Regions from separate parts of the Mus musculus genome. Here all the other regions are linked to region 2. The links are chromatin contacts, called in public Hi-C maps. All regions are on one chromosome and are shown on one strand. The core of a region is the stretch at or near the end of the contact, and the rest is flanking DNA. Distances in the headings are between cores, read along the strand shown.

Evidence for each region. A called contact is a pair of places that touch in the nucleus more often than the background predicts.
Region 1: a Hi-C map of the N1E-115 cell line shows a contact between it and region 2, with 5 times the contacts expected there. The contact joins two enhancer-like sites. A contact is called at or near these places in 21 of 484 Hi-C or Micro-C datasets (the N1E-115 cell line, embryonic limb bud, embryonic stem cells and 7 more).
Region 3: a Hi-C map of the N1E-115 cell line shows a contact between it and region 2, with 2.4 times the contacts expected there. The contact joins two enhancer-like sites. A contact is called at or near these places in 1 of 15 datasets of contacts at CTCF or cohesin (the NIH/3T3 cell line) and 4 of 484 Hi-C or Micro-C datasets (the N1E-115 cell line, embryonic stem cells and palatal mesenchyme).

The regions. Positions count from the first base shown.
Region 1 is chr19:56,079,066-56,083,370 of GRCm38.p6, reverse strand. It overlaps Gm4470 (a long non-coding RNA gene), which reads right to left. Exons shown (of 3, transcript XR_386811.3): 2 at 2,135-2,249; 3 at 1,956-2,032. It overlaps Gm52387 (a long non-coding RNA gene), which reads left to right. Exons shown (of 3, transcript XR_003952892.1): 3 at 1,821-1,895. Among named protein-coding and RNA genes, the nearest start is that of Gm4470, 3.2 kb to the right of the region's middle. Within about 2 kb of position 1,855, at least 1 of the 459 cell types and tissues checked has an H3K27ac peak or open chromatin away from gene starts, as enhancers often do. A contact at or near this core is called in the N1E-115 cell line, where this site is marked.
Region 2 is chr19:56,251,547-56,256,142 of GRCm38.p6, reverse strand. No RefSeq gene overlaps it. Among named protein-coding and RNA genes, the nearest start is that of Gm32144, 13 kb to the left of the region's middle. Within about 2 kb of position 2,387, at least 26 of the 459 cell types and tissues checked have an H3K27ac peak or open chromatin away from gene starts, as enhancers often do. A contact at or near this core is called in the N1E-115 cell line, where this site is marked.
Region 3 is chr19:56,027,406-56,031,797 of GRCm38.p6, reverse strand. No RefSeq gene overlaps it. Among named protein-coding and RNA genes, the nearest start is that of Gm4470, 48 kb to the left of the region's middle. Within about 2 kb of position 2,262, at least 117 of the 459 cell types and tissues checked have an H3K27ac peak or open chromatin away from gene starts, as enhancers often do. A contact at or near this core is called in the N1E-115 cell line, where this site is marked.

The sequences.
Region 1 (4,305 bases), core at 606-3,105, 170 kb after region 2:
ACAATGAAACTAGAAATTTCCACTTCAATTAACCATGGATATTCTGTTTTAAAAGTCAGCGAGATTTTTTTTCCCCCATACCCATCGTTGTTAAAGTCTGCCTTCCTTTCCTACATTGATTCCAATGGATACCTCAGAACTCTCTCCCTATTTAATGGTCAGTTGATTTGCAAATTCAACTCCACTCAGAACCTTAATTCCTCTTTATTTTGAGAGATGCAGCATATTAACAGGCCTCAAGGATATGCCCTTGGATATTTTGGGCATCCCTCATAGCCTACTACACCAGGTGAACATGGAACGCATGCTATGTACCGGGCTTTATCATCCCAGCGTGATGGGAGAGGATAAGCATAAAGATCCTTGTGATAAGAAAGCTTGCTCTAGGTCAGGGAGAAAGCACATAAACAAGTGGTCAGATCAAATCAGTGCACATCCGTTTCCTCCACTGATCTGAAATCAGAGTGAAGAGGAGATGGGAGGTGAAACCAGTTGTATCTCTGGCCTCCAAAACTACTATACGTTAGCTTACTCCTTTCCAATGTTTGGAGCCAACTCCCAATGTCTATTTATCTCATTCACAGTGTCATTGTTTCTAACTGATCTTTCATATTCTTTTAAGTTTAGTTTTGGTGAATGGGACAGATCTGTTATAATTATCTCTGAACTCAAATTCAGGCTAATTATTTCTTAAGATTCTAGAGCATCCCTGATGCACTGTCTTTCTTGTTTCCAGCAGAAATGTATTGTTTGAGGTTTCTAAGTACCTCACCCTCTACGCCTCAGGATGCGAGTGCAACAAATAAAGGGTACATTGAAATAGAGTATTTCAAATAACCTGCAGCATCATTAAAAACATCAAATTAAATGAACAGAAAACAAACAGACTCAAGTTTCTGTCTGTAATCAGATATTCTTTGTTAAGGGCTCCCGAGTGTATTTCAATACCGGCTATACCAGCTTGTAGCTTCCCAGTTAAGTACTCATCTTACAGGGCAAATTCTTTTAAATGATGGGAGAAGAGAAGGGAGGAAACCCCTCAGCTCCAGCAGACCTCCAGAATGAGCTCAATTTGCCTTGGCTTTCATGCATCATGGAAGGCCTAGCTTCAATTTTCAATCCAAACTCTAAGTCAAAACCTCATTAGCACAGTCAACTACCATCAATATGCTCTGGTCTCTTCCATGATAGAAAGGCTTCTTAGTCATGGGCTAGAGTTTAGAAACTGACCAGATGGTCCAACGTCTCGATGCTACTCCTAACATTTGGGACAGAAAGTTCATCTAAGTATGCCAGGGTCTTTAGTGTTCCTGCCGCCCCTCCCTCTGAAACGCAGGTGAATGTCATTTACTGTCCTGAGCAAAGATGTCTCCAAACATTTCCATATTCTCTTCCACATCCAACAAGAGGCATTCCCAGCGGCCTGTGGCTGTCCTCAGCCATGAAGCTCTCACAGTGTGTGTGTTGTCTTCATAGAGGCTGATGACCATCAGCACCATCAGTGTTGTTTTGCTTAGTGTGTCCTCTTCATAGGAGCTGATGATCACCAACACCATCATTGTTCCTATGGCTCAGATGCACCTGCATCACCAAAGCAGGTGTTTCACCCAGCTGTGTGCCAACATCTGTCCCAGCCCTAAACAATGCTCAGTGTGAAATTTGAAAGGACAGCACAGCACAGGGGTCAAAGGGACCCATGTTTCAATTCAACCTTTGACCTTTCCCTTATATACATATGACCTTGAGAGGCGACTTTTATCTCTGTGAGTCTTGGTTTCTTTATCTAAGAGTTGAGTTAAGAAATCCATTTCACTTCTCAGGTTATACGAAGACTGGATGACATCGTTCACCGGAGCCACGTAGAGCCACACCTGTCACTTAACACTGGCTCACTCAAGACTGCCTTCCATCAATGATGGCACTGCCAGAGATTCCCAGAAAGGAAGAGCACTGCAAAGGTTATAGCTCAAGTAGGTAACTCCTGATTATATTCAGTGGATGCTCTTTTGCTGTGCCTTGGTGTTCTTTGAATCTACAGAAGGAAGTAAATATTTTCCTATGTTAATGAGTCAAGGAGCCAAAAAATAAAATAAAATAAAATAAAATAAAATAAAATAAAATAAAAATCACGTACCATCAGGCCAGGAAACATATTGAATGAAGTCAATGACACAGAAGACATGATCCAGGAAGGAGATTTTCATATGGCCACCTGTACCTCTGCCTTGGCAGCGCCATCCACACGTTTGCTTGAGGAAAATGCAAGTCACCTTCAGATCTTCTTTCGCCCCGTCCATCCACCACCCACACCACATCGCCTCTCCTCCTGTCTCACTGCTGCCATTCTGACCCACATCACCACCACTTTCCACCTGGAACTCTGCAATACTTTTCCTGTCTTGTCCATTCCTGCCTCCCTAGACTTTGTTTCCTGTTAGGTAGCCAGAGTGATCCTTAGAAAACCATACAAGTCATTTCCTTTTCCTGCTTAGAAGTCTCCCGATATCCTCTTTGTTGTTGTGTTTAGAATGAAACGCCACCACCTAGTGTCACTTGGTGCTGCCTGCCTCTCCTGGCCTTAGCATCCAGGACAAGTCTGCCTCAGCTGCACACTCCTCCCCTGGATTGCCACCAAACCAAGCTCTTTCCTCTTCAGGGTGCTTGCACCTGTTCCCTCTGGCTGGACACTCCAAAGCCAGAGCTCTGTAATCACAAATCACACTCGACTCCTCTCTGCTCTTTCCTAAGGCTCAGAAGGATGCCTGGGCGATAGTAAGCACTTAGCTGTTTATGATGAGGTGAATCAACAGTCAAAACAACCAGACACAGTGCAGTGGAGGTTGGTAGCCACACCCTATATAGTGGGTGACAATTCTTTCTGTGAGGGTTTCATCTACTGAGAGAAAGTTGAGTCCACACTCTCAAAATTCACAACCAACTATCGGAGAAAACCGGGAAGTTCGAGTCCAGAAAGGCAGTGAGTTAAGGGCTTCATTTCTTTAGGCAGATGAGCATTCGTTTATGCCAAATGCCGCACATAACTGTTAGAGTTAACCACGAGGTTGCCAGCAGCCATAAAAAAAAAAAAAAAAAAATTGCTCCATCTCAGCCCACAACAGTATCTGCCGCAGGGCTGACATTTCAAAGCTAATTCAATTACTTTGTCTTTCCTGGAAATGCACAATCCGGTCACATAATAGGACACTATTTAATTAGGAGGTTCCTGGTTGCTGGAATGTATAGGAAAGTGGTTGGTATGGTACTTCTTCCAAACTGGCCCTAAGCTTACCTTCCACGCCCCCCGGCCCCGCCCCCGCCCCCGCCCCGCCCCGGCCCCGCCCCCGCAAAGGAAGTCAGTGATACTCTATGAACTGGTAGAAACTCTCATCTCTTGGTGAGAATATTCTCTCTTTGGAGTTGTCTGAGGTCAGTGTTTCTCAGTGAATGCACACACTTGCACCCAGGGCTGACGAAACAGCACAATCGGCAGATCCCTTTCCCAGCATGCACAAAGTCGTGAGTTCAATATCCAGCCCCACCTAAACCATACATGGTGCTGCACTCCTGAAATCACACCACTTGGAAGGTAGAGGCAGGAGGATCAGATATTCAAAGTCTTCCTGAGATGATTAGCCAGTACGAGGCCAGCCTAAGACACAAGAGGCCCCTTTATAAAGACAAGCAAGCAAGCAAACAAGCAAGCAAACAAACAAACGACAACAAAACCCTCCATAAACCATAATCACATTCTACCAATAGAATAATTTCAATCCCAATTTTAGCAGATGACATTCAAAAGATCAAAGACCTGGGGGAAGATAAAGTCATTATTCAAGGAGGCAGTGTCACAGGAAGGTTCGGAGAATGCATGGGAGAGTGACCAGAGGGCAGAAGATCAAGAGAAACGTCGGGTGAGGTACCTTAAAGGCATAGACCTGGAAACTCCAGTAGGCCACAGTTGCCGTAATGCCCCCTAGTGACTCCAGTAGCACTAGGCAATACGGTCTTTAAAAGCTGCTAGATTTGGTGGTTTCCTATCGGGGACCTAATGCATGAATCAGGAATGTAAAGAATAGACATCAGAAAACATCTATTTTTTTTTAAACATCAAATTGCAACATCTCAGTGCAGTATCCAGCAGACATCAAACACAGAGAAATGTCAGCATAATATCATGTGCGCTGGGACCACAGCTGTCCTGTTCATCTCTGGGAGTTCTCTGTCTGGAATGGTAGAAGTGTGGCCAACTCATAGCAGTTTGCCCTGGACTGTCCAGCTTTTAAAACAGAAAGCCCCGTGTCCTGA
Region 2 (4,596 bases), core at 1,138-3,637:
CATGAATCTCAGTCTCCTTCTTTGTATATTCCGGATGGTTGGTGTGATCTGCAGCCACTTGCTTTGGATGAGATTTCTACAGTTATTTTAATGTCTTGATTGGAAGAAACTTGCTATATACTTATCACATCCTTCCCCGCCACACTGAAGTATCCAACAGCTCTAATCCAGAATCGATGTGGTGTGTATAATGATGCTGTTTTAGGGTTGGGCCTATTTATCATTCTTACAGTTCCCTTATAATTTGGGAATATGGACTGAAGGTCACAGATGCATACAGAGCGTGGGACCCTGGCTTGAACTGATTCAGGAATTCTAAAAACATTACTTCAGGGGGTAAAAACAGGGTCTTTGCTTTTAATGAAGTTTCTAACTTTCCTGGATGCAGTAGCAATGTTTTACCACAAGAGGGCAGTAAAGACAAGGATACCAAATCCAACTTGTAAGCCAGGCCTCAATAAAGCAAGAGTCCAGCGGGGAGGGATGTTGTTTCTTTTATTGTGGCTGCTGTCATTAATCTCAGACTACTTGTGCCACAGCAGGCAGATGCAAAGATCTAATGGATAATTTCCTTGCAACTTCCAGCAGAATGCGGGAACAGGCATTTAGTCATCTATGTCTTTGTCCAGCCTGTATTTATTGAGCGTCTACTATATTATAGCTCTGTGCTGTCAGGGAAGAGAGGGAGGACCATGTAGGATAGGCAGACTGGCAAATTCTAGTGCATTTGTGAAAAGACCTCTGGGATTTCCAGAGCTTGTCCGAGAGCCAGGAGGGCATCTTGGAGGAGGTGACATTTGACTTTGCATTGGAGATCAAAGGTGGGCACCTCAGATAAACAGAGTTGGAGAGGGACAACCCTAAGTTTCATGTCAGAGAGTGACCGTCATAGTCCCGTCCTCTTCCTCTATGATGAACTCACAGGTCACTGAATTAGGAGCTTGACAGAGGGTCCGAGCCGCGGAGCCAGCACACCTGAGAATCTTGGAGTCCTGGGGCTTGGGGAAGTGTTTGGAGTACCACTTGGGTTGATCCCCTAGGAAGCTCCTGGGAGAGTCCAGAACGCTCCTTCCCTCCGTTTGTGGCAAGGCTCTTACTTACTCCCTGGCCCTGATCCTTTAGCCCAAGATCTCTGGCCGAGAGGAAGGCACAGGGAGAAAACAAAGTGCATGAACTACCATCATGAACACCTGGGGGCGCTAGAGAGCAGGCACCGCCCTTCCCAGGGGTCTGGGGAGGCAGAGGGAGGAGGGGCTAATACATGATGCCTGTGGTCTCAGGAGCAGTGTGGACAGAAAGGTCCCGAGCTGTCTATCACCAAGATGACCTCACAGCAGCAATAATAAAACCCTAACTTCAATTTGCTGAGAACAAGCCACGCCAGGCTCCCCCTCACCCTCAGGAAATATTTACAACTGCACTTCCTGGCTGGTGTCCTTACTGTTCCCATTTTGCAACCAAACACACTGAGGCTCAGGGAGTTCAAGGAACTAAGACTTCCTTAAAAAGTGCAATATGCCAGGCCTGCATCCCCATCTAGTAAGGCCAGCCTGGGGTACAGAGAGAGTCCAGTCGTTGGATCCCACAACACACATGCATGCATACATTCACAAAAGCCAAGATCAGGACTTAGTGTGGGGTTTTTTGGGTTGTTTGTTTGTTTGTTTGTTTGTTTGTTTGTTTTTTGAGACAGGGTTTCTCTGTGTAGCTCTGGCTGTCCTGGAACTCACTCTGTAGAGCAGGCTGGCCTCGAACTCAGAAATCTGCCCGCCTCTGCCTCCCAAGTGCTCGGATTAAAGGCGTGCGCCACCACTGCCCAGCCTTAGTGTGTTTTCTTAACATCAGAGTTCAGAATTCTTCCACTTCCAGCTGCCACTACGGAAGCCTCTACTGAAACGTCAGTCACAGTTGGTCTGATCTGCAGGGGATGTTTCCTTTGTGGGTTTTGCTTGTTTTCTGTCGACAATTCAGCTATCATGAATTAAAGTGAATCTGGGCGAGGGACGTGGCTGTGTGGACAAAGGTGCTTGCTGATAACCTGAGACCACACAGTAGAGTATATGTTCTTTTCTTACCTCCACAGAGGTGCCATGGCACCCCCAAGTCAACCAACCGATTGATCAGCCAGTTGATTGACTGATGGATCCAGCCATTAACCAATACAATAATTTATTTAACAACTGCATCTAAGCTGGAGGCAGAGTCTTAAAGTCAGTTGAAGTCTGGGAGCTGAGCACTGACAATGTGGAGCCCGCCCTAGGTCCTCCTGACTCTCTATCCCACCCTGCAGCTCACCAGCCTGCGTGCAGTCTTGCGATGTCCTCTTCCTCTCAGGCTTGCCTGAAGAGCAGACACTCCCCACCCTGAAGGATAGCTCTCCTCCTGCTGCCTCTCTGGAAGCAAGCGTAGCCCATTTCAAGTACAGATAGAGGCCATGAGGCCATGGACGGGTCTCCTAACCTGTTTCTCTGAGCCTCGGTGTCCTCAATCTGTAAGACCGATATCTCCTTCCATTGCTGTGATAAAATACTCTGATAAAAAAACAAAGGCAGAGAGAAAGTGTTTAACCCATCCAGAGGTTACAGGGACTACATCGTAGCTGCGCATGCTCAGTGCTCCTGGCATTGCAAAGCAGAACACAGAAAGAACAGAAAGTGAAACTTGGCTGTAACACGTCAAAGGCCCCCCCCAGCCCCCCCCCCCCAGATGGATTTCATCCAGCGAAACCTCACAGTCTGGTTGTTCCATAACCTCTCCAAACGCCTCCTGCTGAGACCCGTCTGAATACAGATGTTTATGCAAGACATTTCACATTCAAATCGCAATGAAGTAGCGCTGAGTTACACAAATCTCAGTTGCCCCCAGTTGCTTTTATCTGTCACTGAATAAGAAAAGGAAAAACTGCCCCTCAGCTGAGTATGGTGGTACACACCTGTAGTTCCAACCCTTGAGAGGCTGAGGCAGGAGGATCACTGTGAGTTTGAGGTCAATCTGGACTATATATAGTATGAGATCTTCACACACACACACACACACACACACACACACACACACACACACACACGTAGGGTTATGGGGTCCCGAGTCTGCTCTGCTACAGGGCTGGGCTGTAGGGCAGCCCAGGGACACAACTCTGGAGGTGGGGAATTGCAGTCTGAGAGCTGGAGCAGGCTCAGGGTCCCCAGGCCTGTGAGGAGGCCAAGGCTGGGGCTGTCTGGTTCTCAGGCTCACAGACACCCAGGCACCTATGGAAGCCTTGGAAAAGCTGAGAATGGAGTGGGGACCCTCTGGTTGGATCTGGCCCGAGGGCGGTGTGTGTGTGTGTGTGTGTGTGTGCTTGTGTGTTGTGGGGTTAGGAGGAGCTCCAGCTGGTCCCACGAGGAAAGTTCTTGGCTTGACTGCAAAAGTAGGCTTGAGTTTGGGCTCGATCTTGGCTTGGAGCATAGAGAGGCCTTCTACAGATTAGACAGCCGCTCTGTAGGCAAAGGCCTTCTCCATGGCTCCCCAAGGCGGATCATGAAGAAAAGAGGAAGTCCATGGTTTTAAGACATTTATTGTCATGGCGGAAAGTGGATGAGTAAGACTGTGTACCCCACTTCTCAGGGTGGACCTGAGGTTAAATACCTTTTTGCAGGGAAGAGTGTCTGGGAAGGAAAGCTTATTGCCTACGTCCCCCAACCTTTAGGTACCTCATAAAAATAGAGATCTGTCTTGAACCTATGTGACCACACTTCAAATCCTCTACCTGTGGAGGGGCTTGGAGCGTTGCCCCTAAGTGACTGATGGGCACAAATCTATGGGGGGCCGAGACTAGTGACAGGGACCTGGTGTGCAGGAACCGGTGAAACACGCCTTTCATCTCCTTTAGGATCACAGTGGTTTCCAGCTTTAGTTCAACCAGGAACAAGGCTACCTTTCATGGTCTCTCTCTCTCTCTCTCTCTCTCTCTCTCTCTCTCTCTCTCTCTCTCACACACACACACACACACACACACACACACACACACTGTCAAATAAACTAATCTCAATGATGAAATGCCATGTATTGTAAGAAACGCACCTTTTGGCAATATCTCATGTGATGGATGTTTCTGTGAGAAATGGTGACCTGTGGTCCCCACATAAAACCTTCAGCATAGTATCTCGCTTGGAGCCACCTCTGATTGAACAGGGGGCTCATTATTCACAATGCTGCCTTGCCTAGGGTCCCCGCTGGAATTCCCTCTACCCTCAGGGGGCCTCTCAGGCAGGACTCACTCTCTTCCTGCCCCCAAGCTCCTGAGAGCAGTTTCTCCCCAGGCAAAAACTTGGACCCAAGTCCCTTCAGAAACAGAGAAAAAAAAGTTATCTTGCAAGATTCTCAGGGAAGATTTGATTCCTCTCTGTTCTTGGCGAGCCTGTCAGACTCCTACCTGGTTCTTTGAAAGTTCGAACATTAGCTGGGTCAGCAGGGAGCCAAGTACACAGCAGAACTTCTGTGCTGCTGCAGTAAAACTTTCCTCTCTCCCAGAGGCGTGATGGAGTTCTCCGCCCATCCTCAGCTCAGTGCTTGCTTGTCCCTGGAATGGCGAGGCCTTTTCGATTGCTTGAAAGACAG
Region 3 (4,392 bases), core at 1,013-3,512, 220 kb after region 2:
AAGCCACAAGAAGGTAATATTGAAAGGCTAAAATGAAGGACTGATGTAAGATAAACCAGAGATGGCCCAGCAACAACAGCAGAGGCATCATGGCAATGCCAATATCAAAAGAAAAAAAAAAGAAAAGAAAAGAAAGGAAAGGAAAGGAAAGGGAAGGAAAAGAAGAGAAAATAAAAGAAAGAGAAGAAAAGAAAAAAGAAGAGAAGAAAAGAAAGAAAAGGAAAGAGAAGAGAAGAAAGGAAAGAAAGGGGAAGGAAAAGAAAAGAAGGGAAGGAAAAGAAAGGAAAGGAAAGGAAAGGAAAGATGAGAAAAGAGAAGAAAGGAAAGGGAAGGGAAGGAAAAGAAAAGAAGAGAAATGAAACGAAAAGAAAAGAAAAGAAAGGAAAAGGAAAGGAAAGGGAAGGGAAGGAAAAGAGAAAATAAAAGAAAGAAAAGAGAAGAAAAAGAAGAGAAGAAAAGAAAGGGAAGAGAAGAGAAGAAAGGGAAGAAAAGGGAAGGAAAAGAAAAGAAAGGAAAGGAAAGATGAGAAAAGAGAAGAAAGGAAAGGGAAGGAAAAGAAAAGAAGAGAAAAAAGAAAAGAGAAGAGAAGAAAAGAAAAGAAAAGAAAAGAAAAGAAAAGAAAAGAAAAGGAAAGAAAAGAAAAGAAAAGAAAAACATCACATAAGACAATCTGATTGGGAGCCTGGCTGTGTTCATAATTTAAATAATCACTGTACTAAAATTTCAAATCATTATCAAAGGAGCAACAGTGTAACAAAGATAACAAGAGAACATCTGTAAGGCACAACTCTGTGTGTGTGTGTGTGTGTGTGTGTGCGCGCGCGTGTGTGTGTGTGTGTGTGTGTGTGTGTGTGAATGTGTTTATGTATGTATGTGGTGTGGTATGTCTTTGTGTGTATTTGTCTATGTGTGTATATATGTGGGCACGGGTAGAGGGTATTAAAGGAGCTTATAAAAGCGTTCAGATGAGCTTGCTGTGGCATTTCTCATCTGTTCCTGAAGTCTGTTGATTCTGAGCCACCTTACTTCCAACTCCCAAGTGCAAGTAGGGTTGGGCATCGGGTGGTCCAGGGCACAGGCAGCATCTGGTGCCCAATGTGGTTATTGACTACTTCATTGTCCTCGTTTTGAGGCTGCTTGCAAACCTCCTTTTCTGGGGGCTCATTTTTTGCTTTGTGTTTCCAAAGCAAAGTTCTCCTAGGCCCACACAGGACTGTCTGTTTCTCATTTAGTGAAGTAAGTACTGTATTGCAGTTTGTAAAGAACTACCATGGAAAGGAAGGAGAGAGAGGTGGGGGGGGGGTTGGAGGGGAAGAGAAAGGGGGAGGGGGAAGGGAGAGAGAGGGGGAAGGAAGAGGTGGAAGGAGAGGGAGAAGGGGATGGAGAGGGAGAGTGGGACAGAGAGGGAGAGAGGGACAGAGAGGGAGAGGCAGGGGAGGGGGAGGGGAGGGAGATGGGGGACGGGGCAGGGGAGGGGGACGGGGGACGGGACCGGGACCAGGACCTGGACAGGGACACACCTAAAACCACCCAACTGGCTCACGTCTGGGCCTCACAGTCTTACAACAGAGCATATGGCAGCTGCTCACCAGCAGCATGCCTGTTACAAGTGGGCCTCAGCAGCTGTCCTTCCATCCATCACAGCTCCACCCAAGACCTTACTGGGGCACACCATAGGCAGGGTGTTTACAGCATGGCCAATGGATATGGCTGGACTGGCTTTCTGCTCCCAACAGTGAAGTGAAGCCTGAGAGCTAGCGCCTGGGAAGCTGAGGCTCTCTGAGTGTGGAGTGCCATATACTGGGCTCCGGAGGAGCGGGAGGTGAAGGATCATTTCCGCAGTGGAACTTGGGGTCGGAAGGAGCAGCAGCAGCCGCTGCTGGGAACTTGACTGCGCAGCCCTGTGTCTTTTGTTGTCACCGATTGTCCCTCCTGCAGCCTGCCACTGGGACCCCTGAATGCACCGCAGACATTCTTGGCACGCTGGGGCCTCGGTGCTGGGCTCAGGTTCATTAATCTGCCTGCCACTGAGTTGCTATGAAAAGAGGAAATTGTTTCCCTGCTCCCGGAGAAGCAAGGAGAAAGAGCTGAAGCAGGAAGAAGGCCCAGGCCGACTTCCCACGTGCAGCCAGGGCTGGGGTGCTGCAGCCTGGAGCCCAGAGCACCAGAAAGAGCTGGCATGTCCCTCCCTGGAAAAACCTTCCGTGCACGTGGCCAGGCCATTAATTAGCCCAGTAACAGACGCTAGCCCTGAGTCACCATGGAGCACAGACAATAAGGCCTGTGTGCTAAGGGAGATGACAAATGAGGGCCACAGAGGAGAGGAGGAGAGCAGCAAAGAAGCCGAGGACCAGAAGACCGCCGGGCCAGAGAGCTGGTGTGATTTCCAAAGGCTGGCCCATGAAGGAGGGGAACCTGCGATTGTCCCAGAGCCGTGTAGGAAATCTACCTTTCCACTCTAAATGGACAAATGGCAATTTTGACAGCCACAGAACATGCCTGCTCTGGGCTGAGTCTCTTTGGGAAGGTTATGAATCAGAAATGTGGGATTGCGGGGCCTAGCTCACATCAGGCTTAACAGTGGGAAAGTAAGCATACCAAGGAGCCGGCTAAGGTAAAGAAGGTCCCGCTCTGCTCAAGACTCGATCTAGCACAGGGAGAGCCCAGAGCCCTTAACAAGTAGGGAGGTGCCGGAGCACACAAGGATGAGGGGGTCGGGGAAGAAAGAGAGAGGAAGGTAAAGATAGCAGCTGTAAGACCCATGCCCAGTCTTGGCTTTGGAGGTTGACAAGCTTAGATCGCTTAAGCATTGGGGAAGTCCCTGTGGCCCGTGAGTCACCTGAGGGTCAGAGTGTTGATGCCACAGCCCCATTCCTTGAGCAGACATCTTCCACGGGAACATCTACGTATGCTCTTCGTGTCCTTTCCCCGGATGTTTTAGTTTTCCATTGGCAAACAGATCAGTTCACTATTTTTATTATTTAGTTTTCAAAAGCCACAAAAATCTAGGCATAAAATTCCCATCGATTCAAAAAGTTCTATCCCTTCTCTATAATCAGCCCCTCCCCCCACCCCAGACTCCCCGCGCCCTTCTAAGCTGGTGACCTTCCCTTCCAGCTGCCTTTCCTGGGTCTTCCTACCCAAGGAATCAGGTGTTTGTACCGTCTGGTTCCCTTCACTCAGCACAATGTATCCGACATTTGTCTGGGTTGCTGGTGTTGGCCCATCTGAGTTGTTGGGTATTGGCTCTTCATTGCTGAAGGGTGTCCTGTTATGTGTAAGTACAGTTCTTGGGTAACTCCTCCAGTGGGGAACACCTCTCACCCCATCCTGGCCCTGACTTTTCTAGAATGCTTTTACTCGGGGAGACTATTTTAAAAGTTACTGACTGGGGCCAAAACTTTAGTATAACCTATTTTTTCCTCCCTCTATGGTTTTTTAAGGCTTCTCAGGATAATGGTTTCACTTAGCATTGACCTCTCAAGCTCAGAAGAAACATGCCTTTGATGTTTTGCTTGTCTTTGTGTGTTTCAGTATGTCAAAGTACACAATCCAAAGACTTTCAGTGTATCCATTGTTATACACACCACCACCACAGTTGATTTAGAATGTCTTAATTATTACAGTAGAAATCTCTAACTCCATAGCTGTCATGACCAGTTCTCCATAGCATATTGAACTGGCCACCACTAATGTGCTGAGTCTAGAAATGTGCTAGCCTGGTATTTCACATAAAATATTACCATGTGACCCTTTATTCTCTACCCTCTGACCCTTTGCATAACGATTTTCAAGTTTTGCCTATGAGTCAGGAGTTCGTTTTTTAATTGGGAATACTGTTTCATTGTGTGGACATACCACATTATTTATCTATTTGCCAGTTGATGTACACTTGGTCTCTTCTTCCTTTTGGTTCTTGTGAATAATGTTGTTTTGGCCTCATGTATTGGTCTTATGGGGGTATGTGCTCTGGCCTTGAACTCTGAGATTTACTTGCCTCTGTCTCCTGGGATTAAAGGTGTGTACTACCTTGCCTGGGCCTAAGCTTTTCATGGCCACTGTTCCTCAAGATCCAGATCAAAACCCTGTGTCTTCAACCTCAAGATCTGGATCACAAGTGTGCCTTCTATTTCTGGATTGTAGTTCATAGCAGATTAAAAGTCTAAACTAAACTATTCCTTGTTCAACTGCAGACACAAACAATAAGCTTAGCTGGGTGGGATCTTGCCCTGAGATTATTACTTCTTTAATCTCTTTATCTCCTTGAACATAGGATTCAGCTGCATTTCTTCTCCTGGTGCCCCTTTATTATGTCTTGAATCATACATTTTATATTTTTCTTTTCTATGCTTGCTACACTTGTTCAAAACACTCTTCATGAGAATTAACCAA